Linked DNA regions of Mus musculus: regions 1 and 3 are each linked to region 2. The links are chromatin contacts, called in public ChIA-PET and promoter capture Hi-C maps. All regions are on one chromosome and are shown on one strand. The core of a region is the stretch at or near the end of the contact, and the rest is flanking DNA. Distances in the headings are between cores, read along the strand shown. Region 1 holds the start of Rpl10 (ribosomal protein L10). Region 2 holds the start of Mpp1 (membrane protein, palmitoylated). Region 3 holds the start of Gdi1 (guanosine diphosphate (GDP) dissociation inhibitor 1).

Evidence for each region. Promoter capture Hi-C pulls out the DNA fragments that hold promoters and counts their contacts. ChIA-PET counts read pairs in DNA pulled down with a chosen protein or histone mark.
Region 1: a contact with region 2 is called in an RNA polymerase II ChIA-PET map of memory CD8 T cells, with 7 read pairs. The contact joins the promoter of Rpl10 here to the promoter of Mpp1 in region 2. A contact is called at or near these places in 1 of 39 promoter capture datasets (erythroid cells) and 2 of 115 datasets of contacts at active chromatin or transcription factors (extraembryonic endoderm stem cells and memory CD8 T cells).
Region 3: a contact with region 2 is called in a promoter capture Hi-C map of liver, with 3 times the contacts expected there. The contact joins the promoter of Gdi1 here to the promoter of Mpp1 in region 2. A contact is called at or near these places in 2 of 39 promoter capture datasets (erythroid cells and liver).

What each region holds. Positions count from the first base shown.
Region 1 is chrX:74,269,510-74,272,819 of GRCm38.p6, forward strand. It overlaps Rpl10 (ribosomal protein L10), which reads left to right and starts at 1,307. Exons shown (of 7, transcript NM_052835.3): 1 at 1,307-1,365; 2 at 1,470-1,515; 3 at 2,151-2,209; 4 at 2,291-2,398; 5 at 2,670-2,808; 6 at 3,163-3,310. The coding sequence starts at 1,493. It overlaps Snora70 (small nucleolar RNA, H/ACA box 70), which reads left to right and starts at 2,983; the gene lies at 2,983-3,111.
Region 2 is chrX:75,129,470-75,132,360 of GRCm38.p6, forward strand. Mpp1 (membrane protein, palmitoylated) reads right to left here and starts at 1,547. Exons shown (of 12, transcript NM_008621.3): 1 at 1,256-1,547. The coding sequence starts at 1,357.
Region 3 is chrX:74,303,753-74,306,767 of GRCm38.p6, forward strand. Gdi1 (guanosine diphosphate (GDP) dissociation inhibitor 1) reads left to right here and starts at 1,260. Exons shown (of 11, transcript NM_010273.4): 1 at 1,260-1,689; 2 at 2,827-2,934. The coding sequence starts at 1,645. Atp6ap1 (ATPase, H+ transporting, lysosomal accessory protein 1) reads left to right here. Exons shown (of 10, transcript NM_018794.4): 10 at 45-969. The coding sequence ends at 254.

The sequences.
Region 1 (3,310 bases), core at 57-2,556, 860 kb before region 2:
TAAGAAAAGGTGGTCAAAATATATAGACTATTCTCATTTATCTCTCTCCAGCTAAAGAAACAGCCACCTCCACAACTGCACAAATACCAATCAGGTGGAGAGGACTGGCAGGACAGAACTGTTTTCAGAGGATAGATATCAATTTGTGAAGCCTCCAGGAACTGGATAAGTGTCACAGGGAAGCTATTTGGCAGAAGCAATCTAGTAGCTCTGGTTTGTGGCTGGGAATCTTAAATGTGCTGGAACAAGCTGGGCACATGTAACCAGGGAGCGGCACCATGGGATGTTGGGAGGGAAGGCCCTTGGTCCCTATACTTTTGTTCCTATCATGTCTCCCTAAGTGACACAAGAGGCACAAATTCATAGAGTCTGAGTGACTGATGATGCTCAGACACGTGCTCCTAGATCAGAACAGTGTTCCCGTTCTGGTGCCTCCCTAGATTGTAACCTTATATGGGAGAGTAGTTAGTGGTTAGCTGCCAATCCTTCTAGACACACCCAGATGTACATTTTGAATTCTTCATAGTGAAAAGAAGAGGTGTGCTACACCTAGTTTTTCTCTCGGAATCTGGGGCAAAGGAACTCCGACTCTCCTACTAGGGCGTGGCCCACAGCACCGCGACCCTCCTGGGGCTAGTAGGAAGTAATGATATCGCCATCGTCTTTGCCCAGTCTCCAGTCTCCCTAAGAACACGTCTTTTCCTGAGAATTAGAGTGGGGCGGGCCCAACTAGCGAGGAGGACAGTGAGCGCCTAACGGAGATTTTTTTCCTCTAAGGGAGATTTTAATTGGTCTCCTGAAAGCAATCAAGCACCTATCATGGTGCTCTTTGTTGGCTCTTAGACGTCAGCTTTGTGGGTGGGTCTCCAACCTCCCGGGTGACAAAGGAACTTCGGAGTCCCTACCATGGAACGTTCGCGCCATTTCCTGTAGCCTTGAGGAAGGCCTGAACCAGCACTCTAGAGCCCTGTAAGCAAAGGAACACCTCCGTGACGGTCCAGTTCCACTGAGAAAGACTCCCCTTTTCAAGTCTTAGAATATTGGCAATCATACGTAATAGCAAAACCTGTCAATGGCTCTCCGCCCAATATGGCCAGGCGGAAGCTGGTTTCTCTTGCCTATGTGTCGAAATCCCATTCGCCAGCATGCAGTTCCCTATTCCGGTATCCAGTCACCAATAAGCTCTGTGCTTCGTTCGGTCCCGCCTGGTACACATGCGCAGAGCAGCGCTGCATCTATGATCTTAGCGTCTGATAGAGCGTCGACACCACCCCCTGGCTGTAACTCTATGGTTGTTACAGTGGAAGATAGGCCGCCTATATAAGGCGTGAGCAGGCGTGGGAGCGTCTCTTTTCCTCTGGCGCGGTGAGTGAGTTCGGTCACGGTTTTTTACGATGGTCTCGTAATTTTTCTTTGGGATTTTTTTTACACTTATTCTGTGTCTGTATTCTTTGACTGTTTCATTACAGCCACCGACGATCCTATTGTCATCATGGGCCGCCGCCCCGCCCGGTGGTGAGTGCTGAACCCATGCAATCTTCCTACTGTGAAAACTGAGGGAAAAATGCATTTCTTTCGAAAGACTTTTTTTTTATGGGTGGACTCTCTGCCACTTAGAGACCCTGAAGTAAAGACTGACTTCGGGTTTTCTTTAATACTTTACTGGGACCTTTATTTTGAGGCTGTGGGTGGCGTTACCCAATACTAAAGCGCTTGGGTAGAACTAGCATGTCCGTGTGCATCCAATCCTCTGCGTCGCAAATGAGCCTTTTTACAACGCCTACCAGGCCTTCTTGGTCACTTTTGCGTCCGTCTTTTATTTCCGGCCTTGAGCTTTGTGGTTTTTAACAGGACACCAAGGGCTGACCAGTCCGTAGGCGCCGCCTAAACGCGTGTCCTGAAGAGGACGCCATATTCTCTTAACGTGGCTAAGGCGGGTCTTCTGTCACATGCTAGGAAAATTGTGATATCTCACCCAACTCTGGTTAGAGGGTGATGCTAGTGCATGATTCTTTTTCTGTTTTATAATTTGTGTAATTGTTTAACAACAAGTTGCCTTAGAATCAGTTACCCTGAATGGAAACTGGATTCAGAGCTGGTTTAGTCCTGTTGTCACCATTAATCACACCTGAGTTTCCTTCCTTCTATAGTTACCGGTATTGTAAGAACAAGCCATACCCAAAGTCTCGTTTCTGCCGTGGTGTCCCTGGTAAGTAGTGACAAACTTCGAACTGGATCGGTGTTTGTCTATTCCCCACTTCTCGAGAACTTTAAACCACGTGTTTTTCAGATGCTAAGATCCGAATCTTTGATTTGGGACGGAAGAAAGCAAAAGTTGATGAATTCCCACTTTGTGGCCATATGGTGTCAGATGAATATGAGCAACTCTCTTCTGAAGGTGAGACAGCTCCCATTTGTTAATTGGCTCTTTTTTTTTTTTTTTTTGGTTTTTCGAGACGGTTTCTCTGTAGCCTTGGCTGTCCTGGAACTCACTTTGTAGACCAGGCTGGCCTCAAACTCAGAAATCCACCTCCCAAGTGCTGGGATTAAAGGCATGGACCACCATGCCCGGTGTGTTAATTGGCATTTCTTGTGTACTTGTGGATTATATATTATAATTTATTCAATGTCCTGACACCCTGTTTCACTGCTGTTATTTCCCCATTCAGCACTGGAGGCTGCCCGTATTTGTGCCAACAAATACATGGTAAAGAGTTGTGGCAAGGATGGCTTTCATATCCGAGTGAGGCTCCACCCTTTCCATGTCATCCGTATCAACAAGATGTTGTCCTGTGCTGGGGCTGACAGGTAAGCTGGTGTTTTATTTGGTTTTGAGACAGGGTTTCTCTGTATCCCTGGCTGTCCGGGAACTTAATGTACACCAGGCATATCTGAGATCTGCCTGCCTCTGCCTCCCAAGTGATTAAAAACCACCACTGTCCAGCAGTATTTTTAGGGATTTCTTTGATTTTTTGTGCAGCTAATTAAGCCGACCAAGTCCCCTTTTCCCATGGGGACTTTGGTGTGCAATGGTTGCAAACAGCAGCCTCCTTGGTAGTGTATGTAGCCTATTATCTATATGGGCTGCCTCAAGGGACCTTGGAGACAATTTTCTGGCAGTTGGTAATCAGGCCTCTGATCACAATGTTGTCCCTGATCTAGGCTCCAGACAGGGATGCGTGGTGCCTTTGGGAAGCCCCAGGGCACAGTGGCCAGGGTTCACATTGGCCAGGTCATCATGTCCATCCGAACCAAGTTGCAGAACAAGGAACATGTGATTGAGGCTCTGCGAAGAGCCAAGTTCAAGTTC
Region 2 (2,891 bases), core at 297-2,796:
CTGAGGCAGGAGAATTGCAAGGAATTCAAGGCCAGTTGGGGCAACTGAGTAAGCTACAAGGTAACCTGAGCTAGTGTGAGACAGCGTCTCAAAGCAAGAAACAAACAGATAAACAAAAAAAGCAAAATGTCCTCCTACTTGCCAGCAAGAGAGATAAAATTTGCTGACATTTAATTGGTGCACAGTTTCTTCCCCTAAGCAGTGAGTTGCTCTGTCAGTGTTACTAAAAGAGGACTTTGGGTGTGGAGCATAGAAAGGCAAGATTAAATAACCATACTTCCAAAACTAGCTTGGGGAGGGGAAATGACACCAGAGATAGGGAAAAGGAAACAGAGCTCCAGAATTGAGGAACCAGAATACAACTGTCATAATATGGATTTTTTTCTCGTATTAATTCTTCACTTTTTCTTTTTTTCCCTTTATCAAAAAAAAAAAAGTGATCAAAACACATAATAGCTACCATTCCTGTAAAGGTTTTTGGATTTATTTCCTCAGTTTCATCTAGTATCATCTTTGAACATTTTGTGTAAGTAATGTATGTTGTTTAATAGCTGTACCTTCCTATCACAAAGCCATCTTCGCTGTATCACAAGCAGCATCATAAATCTCCCAGGAGAAGGGACTGGGGAGCAGAGGGAGCAGGGTCCGTAGGTGAATGGGGAGGGGGAGACATGTTACATAGAATCTAATCACAACCACCTCTGGAGGCCTGACATATTAGATTAATAACTATTTACTGTCTAACACTGGAATATGAATGCTACCTTAGTTTACAGCATAGCACAAGGAGACCCCCTGAAATGAAATGCAGAGGGAAATGTGTGAGCTTTTTAGAGCACGAAGTTGGTTTTCACAACCATGTCTGTGAAACAACACAAACGCTCAATAACAGCCAGGCAGATCTACTATTGGATGTGTTCCTTAAAGTCTTATTTTCCTTCTTCAAGTCTGTTAGTAGACTTCCATCCATGAGCAAGTTTTCTTTGACCTTAAGTATTCATTTAGTCCTGGCCTGCCTCTCGGGATTTTCACCTAGGAGGGCTGCTCCAGGCAACTATCCACCACACCCAGATCTCAGCAGGAATCGGGCCCAGTGCTAAGGCCTCCACCCTGGGGGCAAGACACCCAAGATCTGGCCATCCGGGGACAGAGCGCTTGGGAACAAGGCCATGGATAGGAAAAATCCAGCAGCAGATGGAAAGGCCTGGATCCTAGACCCAACCCGAACCCAGAGGACCCCAGGGGTCCCGCTAACCTCAGGTCGGTTACGCTTCTGTAGTAAGTGCTCCAGGTAGAGGTCCGAAAGTGCGGTGCGCATGCTGTTCCCTCCCTCGCCTTCGCTCGACTTGAGCGTCATCTCTCAGGAGCAGAGACAACCAGACGCAGTAGCCGCAGAGCTTTGAGCCCAGGAATCGCAAATCGGGGAACTGCGGCCTGTTCAGAGACGAGCTAGACTAAGGCGGCGGAGGAGGCAGGGATCAAGAGCTGCGCTGAGAGCCAGGAGGGCCAAGCAGAGCAGTACCCACGCTCCGCCTACTCTCCACCCTGGCCCGCCCCTAAGCCCACCCACGCCTTGGCCTTCCTTGTGCTTAGCGATTGGAGAAGGCGCAGTTTAGCGTTGCTTGAAAGCTCCGCTCTAACCACGCCTCTGCGGGCCCTGTCGAGATGCGCAGCCAGCATCCCTGAAAAGATAAAATTCCGAGACAGGAGCTTCCATTCTCTCTCTTACTCGCACGACCTGTGAACTACCGAAGCGGATCCCAAAATGTCCAACTACTGCAACTGCAGCTCTTTTACCAACCACGAGTTGCAACTAGCTGAGTGAACTTTACATCCAGATTGCTCCTGACATCAGGAATCAACCAGCTACCCTGAAGAATGTAGGGGCTCTTAAATTGGTCCCAAGGCCAATGCACCTTTCCAGGTTTAGACTTGTAAAAGTGTGCTGCTGGTACCATCATTTACATTGGTATATGCTATTCAGCGAGGAAAGATGGGACTGCCCTCAAGAGCAAACTGGTTTTATTTACCTTAGGCCAGATCTCCTGTTGTTAATGCCACACAATTTCTAGGAATCAACAGAAGCAAATGGAACAAATAATCTTCAAGAATTGGAGTAAACGCCCTAAACTTCCAAATGGTCTGGAGACTAATGAAAGACTTTCTAAACAAAATGAATGTTTACTGGGTTTAAAGGCTCCTTGGGAATCCTGTCCTAAAATTCAGAGCTTGTATGATTGATAGCTTACACTCTCCCCCGTCCCTAGAAGAATTACTTTTAGGTGGAGAGAGAGGAGAAGAAAAGAGAAGAGAAGAGAAAAGGGGAGGAGAGAAGGGCAAAGGAGGAGATCTTGGTACAGAGGAAGAGAATACACTGAGCAATGTTACAGAATAATCAACTATGTAACACCTCTGTGCCCATATACAAAGGTACTCAATAATAAAAACAGCTAGGTGAGTAAATAAGGCCTTTCATTAACTGACAGTGGAACTGGAAAGGATGAAATTGGAACCTTGGTTTATGTGATACACAATGAAGATGAACCTCAGTTGGCGGACTGCTTAGCTAGCATGCAAAATCCCTGGGTTCAACTCTCAGTAATGCACACACTATTCATGATAGTGCGTGCCTATAATCTTAGCATTTTGGAGGTGGAGTTAATAGGATCAGAAGTTCAAAGTCATTCTCAGTCACTCAGTAAGTTTGAGGGCAACCTAGAATACATAAGACCTTGTCTCAAAACAAAACTAATAATAAGTAAATAAGAAAAAGAACTTTAAAAAATCAGAATATTTTATTCCACTTAAATATATGGATGTTGGAGAGTATATATTTTTAAGGAAAATGTAATTATATATTTTTATAACATGACACATAATCAAGTCTTTTT
Region 3 (3,015 bases), core at 10-2,509, 830 kb before region 2:
GGAACCTTGTGGAACCATCTGATCCATGTCAATGTGTCTCCTAGATCCAGGCCTTCAATGTGACTGGTGAACAGTTCTCCTATGCTAGCGACTGTGCTGGTTTCTTCTCTCCGGGCATCTGGATGGGTCTGCTCACCACCCTCTTCATGCTTTTCATATTCACCTATGGTCTGCACATGATACTCAGCCTAAAGACCATGGATCGCTTTGATGACCACAAGGGCCCCACCATCACTTTGACCCAGATTGTGTGACATACACCTGAGAGGAATTGAGGGAGTATTGGTGTCTAGGTTGTCATGTTTCTGTTTTGTGACACAGTGGATGGAAAGGTTTGTCCTCTTCCTACTATAGCATGAACCCTACATACGCCACCCTCAGTCTCTCTTGCTTCCTCTTTAACCCGGAGAGGGACTCCCCTGTGGCTATCCCCCATCTCTACCAACAAAGTGTATTCTTCATAGATATTAGATAAATCTTCCAGGCTTCATCATCAAGAGGGGAAGGGACCTTAATTCTAGGGTCTCCCCTTTACCCTCTCTCCTTATTTATTCTTGCCCCTCTGCTATTATTCCTTGCTGTTTATAGTGCTTTTGTGTAGTAAATGCTCACTCCCCAAGCTTTATGGAGCTTCCAGCAACAGCCATGAACTTGAGGTTCCTTGAATTTGCGAGGTGTGGAAAGACTACTTGACTGTCTGTCCAGCTTAGCTGTTATGTTTTTTGGGGGGGAGGGGTGATGTGTTAAGAGTGAGTGGTACACTGGGGTTTATTTCTGTGGCCTGGGAAGGAAGAAACCATCACGAGGATTGGTGAACAAAGTGTGCTCACTGGGTTTCTGGATTATTCCCATAAAGACTGCCTGTCAAGAGGCCGGAGGTGTGTGTGGGGGGTTGCTCTGTTGTTTCCTTCCTAATAAAATAAAGACGTGTTGCCTTGTGTTGGGCTTCGTGTCACTCATTTCTGCACTGAACAGTAGATTTTTTTTTCTTGACTGAAGGGAAGAAGTGCTCAGATGTAGTCCAGTCATGCAAGAGGTGAGAGAGGAAGGGTGGGAGGGTCTTCAGTAAGCTGATACTCTTAACAAACCTACTTAGAGTAGAGGCTTGTTACTTTTCCTGGCCTTGGGAGGAATCCTGACAATGGTAGCTCCGCTACTGTGCAACAACACACAGCAGGGCTTCCATACCTTGTGTTTCTCCCAGGGGGCGGTACGGGAGCGCGCGGGGCGGGGCGGGGCGCGCGCGGCTCCCGCGCAAGGATCTTTCGGAGGACTCAGCACCTGCTGCCGGCCTGCCCCGCCCCGTATTTTTCTGGGCTCACGAAGAGCCCCGATAACCCCTGCAGTCATTCTGGTGCTGGGACCCAGGTGACAGAAGCCCTCCCAGAAAACAAGCAAGGAAATGATGACTGGTTGGGCGGGGCGGGGCCAGCGGAGAGAGAGAGGGACTCATTAACGCTGCGTAGGGATCAGGAGACAACCGACAGACGCCATCTTTGGTTCAGTGCGGCGGCAGTGACAGAAGCAGCGGCAGGGGCAGCAGCAGCAGCGGCAGTAGCAGCAGTAGCAATAGTAGAGGTAGTGGTAGCGGCTGCTGTGGTGAAGGAGGAGGAGCAGAGCGGACGCTGGTACCAAGGCCTGATCATGGATGAGGAATACGATGTGATTGTGCTGGGGACAGGTCTTACCGTAAGTGCCACTTCAGGCTCTCATAGCCCTGCATCATGCCATCCCTCCCCACCCCACGCCATCCCTCCCCACCCCACTCCATCCCGCATTGATGCAGAGTCCGGTATCCGATCCATCCTCCCATCATCCTAGCTCCAGCCCTGGGAAAACCAACCCCATGCCCAACCCACTACCTCACCCTAGGATGTCGATTCCAGTTCCCAATTCTCTGTAGAGGGCCCCACTTTGTCCTGTGTTCCTGCACTCTAGTACTTAACCTCAGACCCCTATTCTTCCCTATCTCTATCACCGAGGTGGAAAACTCACCCCCCCACACACACAGTGGAACCATTGCACCCAGCCCCCACCCTTTGCCTGAACTCATCACCTGCTCCAAGGCCTTGATTAGCATCCCTTACCATCTTGTGATCAAACTAGGGGATGGAATATGAAGATGGGTATGGGGACATTACAAGGGTGGGCCCTCATCATGCTTTTCTGCTTTTTGGGATGGGATAGGAAACCCATGGAATGTTCCAGAGACAGCAGGAGTGTGTGTGTGGGGGGTGTGGGGGGGGGGTAGTGACCACTTTACCTCTGCCCCAACTTGGTTTCCCATGGAGATCTCAGACTGAATATATATCCTCAGCCTTTGTCCTTGGGTTAGTGACTGACTGGTGAGGGTGTTTGTCTCTTCCCTGCCCCCGCCCCCCCCAACCCCCACCCCCGGCCTAAATCTTTTTAGTTTGAACCCTGAGTCTAGACCAGTGGATAGGGCCAGAAGAGAGTCAGGGGCTCCTGCCCTTTGAAGGAGGAGCAGGGTGGGGCCTGGGATTTCAAGGACTTGGCCTTCTCTTTCAAAGGTCCTTTGAATTGGTTCTTCTTGTAGACTCATTGTCTTTTTGTGGGCTCAGAGAAGTAGATACTTCTCTTGGCTTGTTGATGCTGGAAGACTTGGAAGCTGAAAGCTCTGCCCCCCAAACCTCCTTTAATGCTCCAGTAGTTTACTCAGCAGGGTTGTAAAGGAAACATCATATGAAGCCATCTTCTCCTCCCCAGTTTTAGGCACTGAAAAGAGCTGCATTATAAAATTGGTGGTGGGCATGAAGCAAGTTGGAGGGTTATGGGGTATAGCTGCAAATGTCACTCCTTCCCCAGGAATGCATCCTGTCTGGCATCATGTCTGTGAATGGAAAGAAGGTGCTGCACATGGACCGAAACCCCTACTATGGGGGTGAGAGCTCTTCCATCACACCCCTGGAGGAGGTAAGATTTCTTATTCTTAGACCTGGGCTTAGACCCAGATCCTTGTTAGTCTTCCACATAGGTATAAGGGGGCGAAGTAAT